Regions from separate parts of the Mus musculus genome. Here region 1 is linked to region 2. A link is a contact called in public Hi-C data. All regions are on one chromosome and are shown on one strand. Each heading gives the region's core, a stretch centred on a gene start, on an enhancer-like site or on the middle of the called end of the contact. The rest is flanking DNA. Distances are from core to core; before and after follow the strand shown.

Region 1 (5,382 bases), core at 2,747-5,246, 230 kb after region 2:
GGTTATTCTGAAACTCAGGGTCTTTCTGTCCGAATCTCAGCTCCTAGGATCACAGGGACAGACCACGGGGAGTCTTCCAGACAACTGGTCTACTTCTCTGTAGGGTACTGTAAGGAGCCACAGAGCCTTACAATGCACATGAAATGAAGGCAGCTCCCGAATATACCTGAACCTCCTGGTCCAGCCACCCACAGTTAAGAAAACCACTGTTAAAGAACCCCTCACAAGCTGCAGCTGTGAAGCTGGTAAGTGTTTGCTGTTGGGCGGTAGGCAGGACGGGGGAATCTAAACCAAGGGCTAATAACTGCTAAGCAAGACCTCTACCACTGAGCTCCCAACCCCAGTGTTAACTGAAGTTTTATAAAGAGGGAAGATAAAGCCACTTCAATTCCTTGCCTCTCTCCGGTTGGACCAATGACTCAAAACCAAGTCTTGCTGATTTACATCACTAACATGAAAAATAACAGCAACCCAGCACTCCCCTGCTCATCAAGTATTCTGTCATATCACCCGAATTACTCATAGTTAGAGACTCCATGTACCGCGTTCTATTAGCAGTTCCCTCTATTCTATACTGATGTGACTTCAATGGAAAAGCGGTCAAATTCTAAATGGTTTGAAACATAACATTCATCAAACTACAAAGGGATTATCACAGCTGTCAGCAGCAAATATACCAAAAAGGATGGAAGAAACAAATTACTCTCAATCTACTCCCTAGCATTTGCATATAAAAAATCCACACCGGTCTCAGATGAAAGGCGATCGAGACACTTCTATTATAAGGAATTGGTTTTATCATGCCTACAGGTTAAGGGATAGAACTATGTCTAACTACACCCCTGTGTATGCATATATACACTTCAGCCCATATTTGAGCTCTGAAGAGAGTTTTAGGTATGGCCATGACTAGGGGAGCTGTGGGGATTACGCAGCTTTAAGAACACCAGCAAAAGCTTCGCTATCAAAAGAAAGAAAATAAAAACAAAGAGGCGCCGTGTTTCATCCTCCTCCAAATTCAAATGACCCAGAAAGAAGGAAGACATCAAAACATAATGTAGACAAGATGCCCCTCCATATGCAGAGCCAGCCAACTCGCTCTTATCATCTCCCCCAGGGATAGTCAAAAGATAACCTGAAGTAAACTGGTAGTTTACCACCCTCCTGTGTGTGGCAAAGTTCCTGTCTCAACGCTGAAAATTATTGTACGTTAGACAGATCAAAAGGTTAGCGCTCTGACACCCAACTGCTCACCCATCGGTGAACATTTTTCTCACACACTTCAATCTCTTCAGTCACCTGACCAGGCAGCTGAGAAAAAAATTCAATATGTGAATGATATGCATTCATGGCTACAACTAAAACTGAGCCAGCCTTTGGATGGCTCCATACTCAAGCAAGAAGTTTTGCCTGTCCAAGTTCTCCTTCCAAGAGGTTCTTTTCTCTCAGCGAGCAAGCTCTCCACACAGGCAGCCTGCCCACTTACACCACTCTGAAACCCGTTTCCAGTCTCTTACAGCGATCCAAGATCCGTCTGTCTTTGGTCACCCACTATTTGAAAGAGTCCTTGTTTGTGGGGAGAAAAGGAAGGAAAAAATCAAGAGCTGATGTCTGCCTTGTAGGAAACGGCTGCCAAGACAGGACAGCTTGTGAGAGGGAAAGGCAAGAGAAACCACATAACCAAGACCTCTATTGTGGTCTTTGGCCAGCACACCGACTACAAAAGCAGATTTTACGCACTGAAAGCCCATGTACTTTTAAGGCTTGAGATGTGAAACACACTTTACAACGCACAGTCCACTTGACTGGGAGACCCAGTATAATTGGCTGTTTCTGGTAAACAGAAGATTCTGGAATGTGTAAAATTGTAGATTATTTTATGCAAATAAAGATGGCGTTCATCTGCCTGTGCAGTAAGGAAAATAATATCAAATTTATTTTCCTCATCCTACAACCTATAACGAATCACTTTCACATCAAGTACAATTGTTTCCAGAAGTTCATTCGTTGAGTGCAATTTTTGAAAACTAAGTCAGATTTTACTGCTGTGTTCCAAATTAAAAACAACCCTTCACTGAGCAAATGTTAATGAAAACTGAAATACTTACACACCACAATCAGCTAAGAATAGAATGAATAAATAAATATGGTGAAAGGGATCCAAAAAGCTTTGTTCTTGAAGTGAACTGGAGCCCAAGGAAACTGGCAGGCATTCACAGGGCTACCAGACCAACCTTTCACACTACCTGCAAATGCCAGCTCAGAGCACTGACACAGCCTGGCATACTGCTGCAGACCTACAGTCTGAACTTGCTGGAGACTGAGGCAGGTGGATCACTGTTGAAGGGTCTCCTGGGCACAGGTAGGTAGGAAGGTAAGTAGGTAGGTAGGTAGATAGATAGATAGATAGATAGATGATAGTTGTATTTTTCACAAAGGAAAATACATAGGAACAAAATCAGAAATGGGGTACTAAATATCCTTCCAACAATCAAAAAGTTACTTTGAAAAGTACCTCAGATTAACTGCTTATTTGTGTTTAGATTTTCAGGAAATCTTTTTCCAAACACATCAGAAAACTTAGCAGGGCAAGGGTAAAGAATGGCAGAGTGACTGAGGCTGTCTAACAGTTTATACTAAGTATCACACAATGCAGTAAAGCTGGGGAGTGCGCGGGACTCCTTGAACTGGCTCTAATTAGAATCTTCAGCAAACCCAAGTTTCTGATGGGCAACCTCCTAGGCTTTCGTCTCATTCTCCAAACAACACGATCCCAGCTACTTCATCCTAACTTGTTCCTGTGAACCGCAAGTCATTGTCTCCCCTGCCTCGGCTGTGACCTCTTCAGATCTACACATCCTATTACTCAGCCACGTAAAAAGTCAATTAATGTATCCCTTACTAGGAAGCCTTTCCCAGCTGGGGAGTGACTTCCAGGAATACGGCTCAGCACTGTGCACAACCCTACAGCCCTGGACGGTTCAGACTCAACTGTGGTCCATAACCTGCTTTTTTAACAGCTGCAATAAACATCCTTGTGCCTAAAACTGTCAGGGAAAAGACTTGAAAGAGAAACACCACTGACCAGTTCTCAGTCAGGTCTTTACGTGGGGTGGGCCAGAAATCACATTTACAAGGACAGAAGATAGAAGGCTGAATCGCCGATAAGCATCATCATTGAGCCAACAGAACTTAACATCCCTGACAATTAAAGGGAAAGGAAATTTAACAAAAATTTGCTACAATGGATGAATGAAGCTGGGTTCTCTACCAAAAGCAAGGTTACTACAATGAAGAATCATTTCCCTACTGAGAACACTGGCTAAATGCAGAGAGAAGCCTGCTGAGAGCCAGGAAGGGAAAGAGCCCTCTAAGCCTGAGACTGACCAGAGTCACGAGTCCTTGATAGCGCATACACACTCATACTACAGAAAATAAAGCAAGCAAGCTCCGGGCGAGCCTAGAGTCGACACATAAATGTATGTCTACTCTAAATGAAAACAAAGGATGGCTTCACAAAAATCACTCTTTCTGATCTCATTTCCACTATAAAATTGTAATCCTTATCAGGCAGGGCTTCCCAGTCCAACATAGTAGGGGTTGGGGGCAGGAAAAAAGCAGCTTTTCCATATTTTACTAACAAAAATTGGTAGGAGGAAGAGACTAGCCTCCCCACACCCCTGCACCCCAGTAAGTTACAGATTCATTTCAGCTTAGCTAAAGCTCAGTCAGGGTTTTCAGTTTTCATAAGTACTTTTTGTTCCATCCATTACAGGCAGGTTAGAATGAGCCCTCTTCACTCAGACCTGAGAAAATGCCAACAGCCCTGCGAGTTTCCCCACCAACAAATGCCCAGAGCAAACCTTCAAACTCACTAATCAGAACCTTTCTCAACACCCGATGCTTCTTTGGGCTTTGAGTTTATTTCCTTCCCTTCCTAAGGACGGCACTGGAGGGGGAGGGGGGTGGAAGTGGCAAGGCTGAAACCTTACAACCACGTGGCCAGCCAGTAGCCCCACCCTCCCCTCTCTGCCCGTGTCTAATCCCAGCAGACAAGGGTGCCGATGCCCAAGTGCTTTCTGACCACTTCCCGCTAAGGTCCCCGTAAGAGTCATTGGTCTTACCCTTTACTGAAACCTCCTCGTTGTGAAGGAATAAATTCTCCTCTGGAGCACAGAGGAGCAGAAAGGGTTCGGGAATTCTCCCACTTGCCTCCGTCTCATGCTATCATCTAGGAGTCTTGCTGAGCCCGCAAAAGAGGCTGAAGCTGTGGACACCGGGCACAGTCGGGGCAGGCTGCCATCCTCCTCATTAAAACCCATCCAGTTGAAATGACAAAAACAAATAGCTGTCATTTTCAAACCAGTATGGGGGACATCTTATGACAGCACAGAAAACTTGTAACTTAAGTTCCAAACAGAAGGGGTGGGGGGTGGGGGCCCGCACAGTCACAGAGCAAGAGAAATTACTGCACTGTGTACATTGGAAAGCTGACACACATTCCTCAAACTTATATTTGAAAAAAAAAATTTTTACCAGCATTTTGTACTTCTTGTTAGAAAGCATTTGGGGGATACTGACAGGGTTCTTGCTGTTATTGTTGGTTTCCTCTTTGGGGAAAGGAAAAGCTATTCTGGTTGAATGAATGAATGATTTAGGATTTTTGAAACAGGCTCAAGTAGGTCAGACTCCCTGATTAACTCAGGACAGCCTTAAATTCCTTCTCTTCCTCCCTCCACCTCCCAAAGTCTGGGATCGCAGGGCTTTGCCAATACACCTGACCCAGAAAGGCTATGCATGTATTTATAACCTGTTTGTAGACGGTGTGCAGTACGCCTGTCCTCGTGTATATGTCCCCATACACCCACATATGTGGTACACAGTCCCGAGGCGAATGTTCAGCATCTTCTTCATCTCTCCTCCCTTTCGTTACAGAGGCAAGGTCCTCCACGGATCCTCTGAGCTTGTCTACGGTTGCCAGCTCACCAATTCTGGCTGGTCCTGCCTGCACCAGCACCCCCATGCTCTCTACCTGCAGATTAAAGGTGTCCACACCGCACACTCCCTGTGCTCAGGCACTTTCTTGTTGTTTGTTTGTTAGCTAAATACCCAAATATGGGCACCAAGACTACAAGGAAAATCTGAGAGAGGCCCAGTTGGTAATCCTTGTAAGAATACAAGCTGGCTGGCTGCTAGGAGGGTCCAATCCCAGACTCCTTTGCTGTTTTTCTGAATTTACTCAGCTGCTTCTGGGGAAGAGCTAACATGCCCACCAAGGTTGAGAGGGCAGCTTGACCTTGACCACTGCCCACAGGCCCACCCATAAGCAGGGTCTTACTGAGCAACTTCTAGTTGTCACACTCAGGAGAGTAAGAGAAAAGC
Region 2 (5,817 bases), core at 1,803-4,302:
CAAAGAAAGGGGGAGGGAGAGGAGGAGGAATAAGAGGAAGAGGAGAAGGAGGAAGAAGAGGAGGAGGAGGAAGAGGAGAAGGAAGAGGAAGAAGAAAAAGAAGAGGAAAAGGAAGAAAGGAGTCAGAGAGAAGAAAAGAAGGGAGGGGGAAGGAAGGGAAAATATCTTTAAAACCATCATGTCTAGAGTAGAGGCTTCCAGGTAGGTCTCTATTGAGCCATTCTCGCTTGTATTGTCACAGACACGTCTGAGTATCTGAAAATTTTCTCTCCAAAGTGGCCAATTAGAGACAAGAGGGAAGCCCAGGCATGAGGCTGGCACACAGTTCTGATTGAGTGGAGTGAGAGAAGCTGGGCACTGAATTGATACAGGCTCACTAATTTCACTCAGACCACCTGCCTGGTTCAGATACAAGCCAGTGACCTAGACATGATGGGCTATTACCAGCCCTCTGCTGGCATTCCGAAATGACTGCAGAGGGGACACATTCGGAAACACAGGAAGCTGCAAGTGGCAGCAGAACAACAGAGAAGAGGTGATTTTCCAGGAGCATTCTGACACTCTTTACACCGCACACACACATACACACACACACACACAGGCTCAAGCATGTGGGTACGCACACATGTCATACACCCTCCGTATGCACAAAGTCACCAGGAGCTCTGTTGTGTGAATTAACAGGATTAATCACCCAAAACAAAACTTTTTCTAAGCTGTGACAATGTGCAGCATTACCGGGGGTGGAGCTCCTCTAAGCAGACTTTTTCACCACATTTCCTGAGGCACTGGAGTGAAAACTTCTGAATGCAACAATCACTTCCTAATTTGCTCTTTTCCTGTCAGACACGTGTGCAACCGTTTTGTTTTTCCTCTGAGACAGCTCATATTATATGGAGGGAAAGGAGGGAAGGAAGGCACAGTGACCCTGGAACCGACAAACACTTCTGATCGGACAAACACTTCTGAGAACAGGGACACCAATCCCAAACCTCAGGCAATTCACAGCCTCTGTCTTCGCTTTCTTCTCTCATTTCTCATGCACTCACAATATTATAAAGGGAAATCTCAATCTCTCTCCCCTCTCTCTCTCTCTCTCTCTCTCTCTCTCTCTCTCTCTCCTTTTATTTTAAATTATTGTCATTGTCCCCTGTGTATGCATCACTGTTTCAGATGACAATACACCAGTAAGTTTGATATTTTAATGGATATAATAACTGTAATAAAGAAAGGAAACCTCATAGTCACATGCAGAACATACGTTCTTTTTGGACACTAACAACAAACTGAATTATAGCAGGCGACATAGTTCTATATAGGGGAATTCTATATTCATTTGCCATTGAAAGTGGCTGGAAAGACAACTCTGAAATAAACGGAGGAGGCTACTGACATGTCCAAGGAATAGGCCATGCATTGCATTTCTCTGAGGCTACACCCTCGACATGCACAATTCTTTTTCTCAGTCTCTCAGGCTCTTCCTTTAGGGTCATTTACTCTAAAGTTTACCCTCAAAAACTTCACACTGCTACCTCTGGCTGTACCAAATCCTACAGGCTGGGGCCACATGTCAATTTTTTTTCTTAACTGAAAAAAAATGGCCCCCATACATAATATATCCTGATTCTGGGGTTCTCTCCATCTACTTCTCCTAGTTCCTCCCCACCTCCCCTCCCATCCAGATCCACCCCTCTCTGTTTCTCATTAGAAAACCAACAGGCTTCTATAGGATAGTGATAAAATAAAGTAAAACAAAGCCCAACACACTGGAATTGGACAAAGCAAACTGAAAAGTGTCCAAGAGACAGGCACACAAAATAGAGACCCACTCACGTGTGCATTCCAGAATCCCATAAAAATGCTCAATTGGAAGCCATAATATATATGCAAAGGACCTGTAGAATATAAAGAGCGAATAAAAATATAAATAAAATAAAATTACAATAAAGAAAAGATGAAACCACAACAGAAATAAGAGCCTCAACCTGGCAGCATGAGACACGAGCCTCTAGAGATGTTACTGCGTACATTTCCCGTTAGCCATCCACTGTTGGGTTTGCAGTCCACCCTGAAGAACAGCCTGTATGCCCAGTGAGATCTCCTTGGAGGAAGTTAAATTTCTACTTGCAAGTTGTTATCAGTTGGAGATAGTTTTGGGGTTAGGTTTGGGGGCATGTGTCCACTTCTTTCAGTTCTAGCACCCCATCTGGTATAGGCAGGGCCCCGATTTTAATATGCATATAATTTCACTTTGGTTGATGAATGATTCCAGCATGGCTAAACAGCAGGAAGGGGCAGGATGGAAAACTCTCTTGTTCGTTCTCCCACTTGGAGGTGGTTACTTTTTAAGGGACTGGTACTGGACACTGTAGGAGTGCCTCTTTTCATACACCCTAAAGCACTCCACGGGCCCCAGGAGTCACTAAGGCTAGTGGGTTTTAATAGTTATAGATCTTAAATGGAGGGTTAGAAAGTGTTTCTTTTCATTACAATTACAACAAGGAATTAACCCCAAGGGTATCCACTTAATTTCATAATATATAGACTGGAACGCTAATGTGGCCTCTCTACAGGGCAATAAAGAAGCAACTGGCCCTTCTCTCCCCAGGGTGGGTTTCTATAAAATGTCTCTCTCTCTCTCTCTCTCTCTCTCTCTCTCTCTCTCTCTCTCTCTCTCTCACACACACACACACACACACACACACACCACATTAAATGAAGATGATTTAAAGTTAACAAGCTCCATAATATGCCCAGCTTGGGTGCCTGGTGTGAACCACTCTGCACAGGCAGTGAGCCTGGTTTGAGAGACCCTTCACGGGCACTGAGCCCTGAGGCTGCTTCTTGCAGTGGGAGCTCACACCCAGCCGGCACTTGTCTCTGCATCCCTTCAGTGACACACAGAGAAGGAAAGATCATTTACAATTAAACCCAGAAAGTCACCAGGATGACAGAGAGGCATGGAGCGGGACTTGTTAATTGTCTCAGTGCTGAGATGAGACCAGTAGTGCATGCTGGCCAAGGCTGGTCACGTGATCTTAACTCTGCACTCTGCCACAGACCTCAGCTTGCTTGTGGGAACTCACTTCACAGTGACAGGAACCCGGGGCAACACCAGGGTTAGGGCTGCCATCTCCGGGCTCCAAGTGTCTGAAGCCACTTCCTGGCAAAGATTTGATAGCCACGATTCCTCCCGTTAGCCCCAGCCATTAGAGGCATTTTTATTTCCCAGTGCTTTCATGATGTTGGATCAAGGTCTGCAGGACAAATGAGAGGAAGGACACTATTTCAGAAACACAGCTTCAGACGGAGGGGGTCTAGGGACATCAGGAGAGGAGAATGGCAATTCAATAAAGCACAACTCTTCCAGAAGAAGGTTGTTCCCGTATATTAGACATTTCCAACATCGCTGTAACATTTGACCTGCTCCAGGCCTCCCGCCAGCCATACCCTGGGACTCATTTCTTCCTTGCTGCTGAAAGTGTCAGTGAAGTAGAAATCTGCAGACTTCCCAGTCAACTGGGGGAAAACTAATGATCCAAAGAGAAGAAATAGCCAGTCCCCCAACTCATTTGTTCACATCTATCATGCAGATCTCTTTTCCAGAGTCAGATAAGGTTGTATATAAAAGCCACAAAAGAGCTCTGGCTTCGGTGAAAAGTGCCCTTTTATAAATCAAAGTTCCCAGTCTCCCTCCTGAGATAGGAAGCAGTGGCTTGAAGCAGATGTCAAGAGGGCTGTAACAGAGCGTCAGAGATGGGGAGTCTCTAGGGAAGACCAGGGCAGACACATATCATGAGAGAAAGCTGAGAAAGTTCAGAGTCTTCTCTGACCGACTCAGAGCTACAGAAACCAGTTCTAGAAGAGGTCGGTATTGTTCTCAAGACCCAAGAAGCACAAAGGGAAGGGACAAAGGACAGAAGCAGGAATACATAGAAAGCCAGTAGGGCATGGGGCGACTGTGTATGTGGCTTAGCAAGTGAGCTTCTAGTCAGGCAAAGAACCACATCTTTGCAATTGCAGGAGTCCTGCAGGAAAGAAACCCGAGCGATAAATATTTGGCTCATTGGCCATACTGCCTTCTTCCTTCCTTATTACTCTTCATAAAATACCATGTCTCTACACAGTCAGATCCATGAGCACACAAAACTTTGACTCATTAGAAAGTGTGCCCATTTCAAAATAACTCTTAAAGTCTCCTTCCCCATAACTTTGTGGTTTTTATAGACTCGTGATCTGTGGGACTTGAAGTATTTAAAACACATACACACCCCTACTTGTTTTAGTTTCTCTAAATCTGACACACCCAAAGTGCCTCTTGCCTTTAGCAATTATAATTAAAAAGAATAAGCTCACCTGTGTAGAAATTTCTCATCTCTTTCTTTAAATCTTCTTGCACTGAAAACTGTCAGTGTTCCTTATTTTATTTATATATTACCTGGAAAATGAGTACAAAACAATCTTCTAGTTATAATTATATGAGACATACACCATACAGTGTCAATTTTCTGAATTTTCCCTTGGCATTATCTAATTGACTATCATATCAAATATCAGCTTATCTAATAACAAGGAATTTAATCTTTATAACCAACCCAGAGAACATCTAAATTTGGTATACCAGACGATTTTTCTCTGGTAGATTATTTTAAGAGGTGTTTAGCTAAACTAATCTTAAATAGCAAATTTTCACATTGTTCAAGTAACATATGACTTTAGCTTGCTGGTATTTTATCACGGCAAAGAGGTTCAAATTTATTCATATCAAAACATACTGAGTAAAATTTCTCAAATATCTACTACTGTTTATTTTGTTTATACAGTGTTTGCTTTTTCAGCCTTCTTAGACACATTAATCTTTTTGATATCTGATAAAACATCACACTGTTTGATATGCTCAATTTCACTTTGTTGAGGGTTAGCTTACATTCTGCCAAAATGTGAATTTAATAATTCTTCAATGATAGAAAAGTGTGTTATTTCATAAATAAATTAGACAAAGCCATGCTTCACCCACTCCCTTCCTCAATGACAGGTAGAAGCTACTTCAAAGATGAGATTCACACAATGCATACATGTGCCTCAAAAAGATCTTTCCAGTCATCAACACTGCTAGATTACCAAAGGAGTATAAAAGTCTTTTTTTTTTCCTACTATTGTGGATTCTGGACTACTGTGCAAATCAGAAGTAGTCCCCTAGTAACTTCTTGAAGTGATGCTATTACTGCCTAATGACCCTGGAGACAGTGGCCCAAAACTGAGAGGAGCTGTTTCTCTCAGAAAACCATTTCTAGGGCTGCAATGTTCTTGCAGTCGTTGTGTGTTTCGGTTTCGGGTCTTTGTGGAGTTATTCTGTGGTTTATTTTATTTTCCCAAGGAGGCTCTCTTTGTCCATCCTTACTACTGTTTCCTTTGAGACAAGTCAAATACACAGAAAGGCCCTTAGGTAAGAGTCTTGGTCTCTGGACTGGAAAGGGAGGTTAAAGAGACTTGATGAGGAAGTGGTACTGAAGTCTATTGAGTTACCTAAACAGTCAATGAAGGCGGAGAAGAGGAAAGGGAAGGAAAGCAGGGTCCATGGTGAAGGACAAAGTTCAAGGTCAGTACCACCCTACATTCTAACTGAAGCAGATACTTCAAAGACTATGATGATCAACCCTGCTAATACTCCTGATGGTTTAGGGCTATAAAACTAGCCGGAAACTTTATCGGTGCTGCAGTTATCAGGGACTTTGATAAGAGAGCTTCTGGGAGGGGGACAGGGAAAGCTTGGTTAGCCTGCCTCCGAAAGAGAAAGAAGACACAGCAAACAAAGGC

Evidence for each region. A called contact is a pair of places that touch in the nucleus more often than the background predicts.
Region 1: a Hi-C map of bone marrow-derived macrophages shows a contact between it and region 2, with 25 read pairs. The contact joins two enhancer-like sites. A contact is called at or near these places in 6 of 484 Hi-C or Micro-C datasets (adipose-derived mesenchymal stem cells, beige adipocytes, bone marrow-derived macrophages and 2 more), 2 of 115 datasets of contacts at active chromatin or transcription factors (large pre-B cells and neural tube) and 1 of 9 other capture datasets (adipose tissue).

The regions. Positions count from the first base shown.
Region 1 is chr3:148,955,520-148,960,901 of GRCm38.p6, forward strand. It overlaps a transcript of Adgrl2 not described here. Among named protein-coding and RNA genes, the nearest start is that of Adgrl2, 3.6 kb to the left of the region's middle. Within about 2 kb of position 3,997, at least 98 of the 459 cell types and tissues checked have an H3K27ac peak or open chromatin away from gene starts, as enhancers often do. A contact at or near this core is called in bone marrow-derived macrophages, where this site is marked.
Region 2 is chr3:148,726,314-148,732,130 of GRCm38.p6, forward strand. No RefSeq gene overlaps it. Among named protein-coding and RNA genes, the nearest start is that of Adgrl2, 230 kb to the right of the region's middle. Within about 2 kb of position 3,053, at least 50 of the 459 cell types and tissues checked have an H3K27ac peak or open chromatin away from gene starts, as enhancers often do. A contact at or near this core is called in bone marrow-derived macrophages, where this site is marked.